2 separate regions of the Macaca mulatta genome follow, and region 1 is linked to region 2. A link is a contact called in public Hi-C data. All regions are on one chromosome and are shown on one strand. The core of a region is the stretch at or near the end of the contact, and the rest is flanking DNA. Distances in the headings are between cores, read along the strand shown.

What was found. A called contact is a pair of places that touch in the nucleus more often than the background predicts.
Region 1: a Hi-C map of CD4 T cells shows a contact between it and region 2, with 8 times the contacts expected there. The contact joins the promoter of ELAC2 here to the promoter of ADPRM in region 2. A contact is called at or near these places in 2 of 14 Hi-C or Micro-C datasets (CD4 T cells and fetal cortex germinal zone).

What each region holds. Positions count from the first base shown.
Region 1 is chr16:14,530,472-14,533,336 of T2T-MMU8v2.0, forward strand. It overlaps ELAC2 (elaC ribonuclease Z 2), which reads right to left and starts at 1,290. Exons shown (of 24, transcript XM_077970388.1): 1 at 967-1,290; 2 at 317-367; 3 at 108-178. The coding sequence starts at 1,229. LOC144335342 (a long non-coding RNA gene) reads left to right here and starts at 1,510. Exons shown (of 3, transcript XR_013406124.1): 1 at 1,510-2,075.
Region 2 is chr16:12,205,095-12,208,023 of T2T-MMU8v2.0, forward strand. ADPRM (ADP-ribose/CDP-alcohol diphosphatase, manganese dependent) reads left to right here and starts at 1,584. Exons shown (of 4, transcript NM_001194621.1): 1 at 1,584-1,603. SCO1 (synthesis of cytochrome C oxidase 1) reads right to left here and starts at 1,468. Exons shown (of 6, transcript XM_001118271.5): 1 at 1,165-1,468. The coding sequence starts at 1,437.

The DNA of each region.
Region 1 (2,865 bases), core at 40-2,539, 2.3 Mb after region 2:
AAAAAAGTCTAGCTGCCCACCCCACACCAGACGCGGAAAAACAGTCAAGCAGGTTAAATTCCCGGAGACTTCCCACCAGCCTCTGACACTGCAAAGAATATACTCACCACTTAAGCCACCAACATTAGACCAGTGCATTCGAGTCAGGAATATGTTGTCCAGGCGAGCAACTTTCAACCTAAGAATGAGAAAACATTTAAACAGGATAACATGAACAGAACAAGGACCACTTTTGCTATAAAAAACACCTGGCCTCTCATTTCAGCTTTCAAGCCCCGTAATCAACTCCCCCTCCAAAAGCAAGAGACTGACTCACTTGTGCTCCTGCATGAGTCTCTGAACGCCTTCTCCACAGTTGAAGAGGTATCTACAAGACAAACATTACACAAGACATTCAGAAGGTTTTATTCTGTAAACTGACACCAATTAGTTGCTTTATGGTAGACGCTGGAAAAAAAACAAAAAAGAAAAAAAATTAAAAGTCCATGTTGGACTACCGAACCACATTTCTGCTATTAGGATGGTGGGTTTTGAGTCCTCCATAGGAGAGGTGGAGAGGAGTGGGGGCCCGTGTGTGTGGGTGCTGGGACAAAACGGGTTCTTTCCCCATCACTGGCTACACACCAGATCTGTCCACTCCACACGCTAACAAAGACCTTGGGGTGCAAGGAAGAGGGTGGAGCTCCGAAAGTGCTGACAGCCACGCCGGGCCCTAGGGCTGGGAAGAGGACGCTCTGACCCAAGTCTGAAGTTCTTCACAGATCCCCAGAAATCACATGGATGCAAAGAATCTGGGATTTCCCACCCACCATAACTTTACGAACCCCCGCAACAGTGAACCACATTTGTGAAGTAGGGAAGCAGAAGCCCTGGGAAGTGCCCCGATGCTCAGAGGCTGCACCGCACTGAGGGCCCGGCAGGACGGGGTGTGGCTCGTTGAAGGAACCCCAAGCGCGGCGCACTGACCGGTTGAACTCGGAGAAGACGTAGAGCGCGGCGCCCGCGTCCCGGCTGCCCACTGCCACCACCTGCAGGTACACGGTGTTCGCGCCGCCGGAAGACCCCGACGGGCCGCGCTTCTCTCGCGTGCGCAGGTGCCGCAGCGGGTCCTTGGGCGGCCGCTGGCGGCGGGCGGATCCCTGCGATATGGTGCGTCCCTGCGATATGGTGCGTCCCTGCGACATGGTGCGTCCAGCCGCGGACCGCAACAGCGAGCAAAGCGCCCACATGCGCCCGTCTTCACTAAAACTAAGAAAAGCCGCCGGTCACCTCAGTCCGCGCGTCCCACGCACCGCCCCCCGCTCCGCGTGGCAGATTCAGCCAATCAGCGCGCCGTGCACCGAGCTGCCCGCCTACGCGAGGCTGCTCATCCAATAGAAAGGAGTCTTACTGCTCGGGCCTTGTCAATTGTCAGCGGCCATAGAGTAGAGGAATACTAGAGCGTCTCAAGCGGCCCCGGTCTGTTCCGGTTTCCTGGCCTCCATTTTTTTCCGGAAGCTGTTTTTCTCCTGGGGCGGGACTTCCGGAAGCACCGTGTCAGGAAAAGCCTTTCTGTGGAAGGCGGGTCTTAGGAGTTTGGAGTTTCGCTGAGACGCGCCTGTTCCCGCCAGATAAGAGCTGTGCCCTCAGGGCACGTCAGCTGCTTAGAGTTTGAGTTTGAGGTGATTGTAGGGGTTGTGAGGATTAAATGTGAGGAGATCAATTGTATTGAGCATTAGCATAAAAGGCGCTTTTGCTAATTTTGTTTCCATTGTAATTCGTATGCATACGTGTTAGAACATGATCATTTTTACGTGGTGGCGCGCGCCAGTAGTCCAGGGAGGCTGAGGCAGGAGAATCGCTTAAGCCCGGGAGGCGGAGGTTGCGGTGAGCCAAAATCGCGTCACTGCACTGCAGCCTGGGTGACAGCGAGAGCCTGTCTCAAAACAAAACAAAAGGAAACAAACAAAAAATTGAGTGTTTTCTGGAAAGAAAAGCAAGAGTAGAGGACAAGCTCTAAAGCAAGAGAGTCTTGGCTCATTCGTTAGCTGCGTGATCTTGACCTCTCAGAGCCTCAGCTTTCTTATCTCTAAAACGTGAGTAATAACAGCAATAACAGTATCTCCTGCTTCAGAATATATTTAGAATTCAGTCACCTGATAATATATCAATAGCCCTTGGAGTGGCTCTGTCACAGAAGAGGCACCCAGTAAATGATAGAAAATTAAAATACAAAATGTTTCCACTCATATACAATATAGCTGACCAGGGACATCAGAGAGGTAGATGTTCCAATACCAGCTCTTTGAAAAAAACACCTAATCCCCTCTTATGTAGCTAATGAGGATTTCTCCCTGAAAGGGATTTCAGTTAAAGTCGCTAGAAATACAGGGAGCTCCCTTAAAAGAGGGAGATAATTTACGTGGAAGGTCCACTCACATATGATTTTTTTTTAAGATAGTTTACCTGGAAGCTTCACTGAAATATGATTTTTTTTTTAAATAAATACTGAAAAATGTCACTTTTATTCAGGAAGTAGAGGAGATTCAAGTCATATAGATTCCTACTCGAAATTCTTGACACCTGACTTTCCAGGATCACATTTTCATATGTAGGCCAGTCTCCTCTTGGTTTCTTCAGTTAAGTCAAAACTACACATCCCTCTTTCCCCATATATTTTTGCTCATTAGTGTATTTCTTGAGCTGTTTTCATTCAAATATGAAATTTTTTATGAAAGATCACTACCCACTGTGTGAAAACATTTTGTACTTGAAATAACCATCCCAGTGAGGGTCAGGAAAACGCTTCAGATCTACTTTACACAGTTAGAGGACTTTACAAACTGAGAAAATGATCGTACCACCATCTCCATAAGTATTCAAAAT
Region 2 (2,929 bases), core at 334-2,833:
AAAACAAACAAACAAAAATACAACCTCAAGTACCATGATTGTTACTATGTGTGACCCTGGCTCCAATCGTGACTTAAAAACCAATTACGGCCCGGCGTCGTGGGTCACACCTGTAATCCCAGCACTTTGGGAGGCCGAGGCGGGTGGATCACCTGAGGTCTGGAGTTCGAGACCAGTATGGCCAACATGGTGAAATCTCATCTCCGCTAAAAATACAAAAATTAGCCGGGCGTGGTAGCGGGTCCCTCTAAACCCAGCTACACGGGAGGCTGAGGCAGGAGAATCGCTTGAACCAGGGAGGCGGAGGTTGCAGTGGGCCGAGATCCGGCCACTGCACTCCAGCCTGGGCAACAGAGCAAAACTCCGTCTCAAAACAAAATAAAAACCAAAAATCCAAACACACACACACAAAAACCATTATCTGTTTATGCTGATACTGAGAATATAAACAAACCAAACGAAATTTGGGAGGTTAACCTAACTCTGGCTTCCAGAAGTAACAAAGCCAAAGTACAAGAGGCATCTAAAAGTGGAGCTTCCTGCAAATTACTGCCATTATTTCTTTGTACCCTTATTCAACTCCCCAAATGAGGAAGAAGTTGGCCAACTAGGCCTAACTCATTAACTTTCCCGCAGCTCCGAAAACCCACTTCTCTTACCACAGGATAGTGGCTCTCAAGTTCTTTCTGGGTCAGAATCGGAACTCGAGAGAACCCCAAGAAAAAGGCACATCCACACATAACTAAGTTCCATTTTTTGTTTCAATTTCAACATATACATGGAACTCTGGATGAGGCTCAAGTGACAAATTATAAAAGTCCTCGGACTCCTCAATCACAGTCAACTTTAGGTTCACACCCTTAAGAAAACCTGAAACTTAATTTTTTTTTTTTGGTGGAAACGCTAACATAAAATCCAAGTCCGGGCACCCAGCCACGTGGAGAGGGTGTAAGTAAGGTCTCAAGTTCTCTCTGGAGAACTGGGACTACCGGCTAAGCACGGGAAATGCAGGATGAAATTCCATGACGCAGGTAAGGCGCCCAAGCTGAGGACAACTTTAAGGGAGGCGGAGTGTCTGAGGTTAGTTACGATCAAGTGGGATGTGGCTGCTGGGCTGGCCGACAGCAGCGACGAGCACCAGAAGGGTTCCAGATGTGCACTCACCCCGGGCTTCGAGGGGCGCGTGGAGTCTCTGGGGCCCTTCTCCGACCACGGGGGTGGGGGTGGCGGCCTCGCCGTGCTGAGGGGCCGGGTTCCTAAGCAGTAGCCAGGGAGCCCGGAGGCACGCCACACCTCCGCTTGCCGCGAGCAGAGCTGCCTCAGCAAGACTCTCGCAGTCCCCTCGGCTGGGCCCCAAAGCTCGAGTCCGCGAGGCAAGAAGCGCCAAAGTTGGCCACCCAGAGGCCGCATAACTCGTCCGGGTACCAGGACCAGCATCGCCAAGAACTTCGGAGACCGGGTATCCTTTGACCCTTCCTGCGATTTCCGGTAACGTTTCGCTTCCTCCGGAAGTCGGAAGGAGCCGCTCTGTCCGTCCCGCTCGTTGGTGGCGCGGTTGCTTATCCCGTAGGCTGGATCCTTTCAGCTGAGGGGCCGGCGCACGGTAGGTGGTTGCTTGCGGCTGGAGGCGGGTCCGGCGCGGGCTGGGCGGTGCCACGGGACCGCGGAGCCACGGAAGGGGGATGCCTTAGGGGTCCAGGTGGGCGGCTGGGCCGAGGCAAGGCGGCCCGAAGCGCTGGGGGCGCGCCGCCTTGGTCGGGGGCTTAGGTGACCACAGCCAGCTCCTCGCCCCGGGGACACCCCAACCTCGGAAGAGAGAACACACTGCCTAGAAACCCACAGGACTAGGCAGCCCCCGTAACCCTTCCTTGTCTGGCCGACTTTGTCAACGTCGTCCTGCCGGCCAAGAGGAAGTGCAAGATTGTTGACTCCTTTACATCTTTGAAATAGAAACCGACCCATTGCAATTGAAATAATCTGTAACTTAAAAAAAAAAATTGCTAATTAGGATAATTTGAGTGGTTTGGGTGGTCTGGAAGAACTTTAAATGCCCAGCGCTTCTAGTTATTTAATATTATATTGTACCCTAATTAATAAAGCATAGCAGTGTATAAAGAAGTGTAGATGGCATGATATCCCGTCCCTTAACTTAGTCTTTCTGGGCCCCAGTTTCTTAAAATACTCTCACGGACTCCCTTGCTTCCTAAAGTTTCGTGATTTGAAGTTTGTTATGGGTTCCTCGCCTGGAACTGCTTATGTTCTTTATTAATGAGGCCAAGAGCATCCGTATGTTTTTCGTTCCTTGTGCAAGTCTAACTTCATTCCATCTGCCTTTAAGATTCGCAATATTAACCACTTCCTCCCCGCCCCTACCTCGGTGGTTGCTTTGCAAAAACCTCTAATGACTTAACTACAGATCCCGCTCCTGTGTGGCTTTTTTTTTTTCCCCGCAAGGGACCGACACCGAGTAGGAGAAACTCGTGCTCTGGTGAGTGTTGGACCAGAGCATGGTTGGTTTGCTTGTTTTCTATGAGTTGGCCATACTAGCCAACTGTGCTGCTCTCTAACCCAGTAACGGAGCATCCTGTTACCTGTGTTTTTTGATTGTTGGTTGGACTAGGATTTTCAGAAATTTCTGCCAGAGTTCTTAAATGTTTGTTCAGCACTTCAAGTCGTTAATCAAACTATTTTTTTTCTATCTTAAAGTTGCCCGTGGGTAAGATTTTTACTCTTTTATCTTTGTGTATTTGTTTGCCCAGGGATAATTTTTTCCTGTAATTGACAAAAAGACATAAAAGTACCTTGTGTAGTCAGGCAAATAGCATAGAAAAAGTATTGTTCATCTCTAATTGCCCAATTGTAGGTTACCTGATCAGACACCCAAATTAAGATTGAAGTCAGTGTTTCTAGCTCATCTATTAAATTTTAT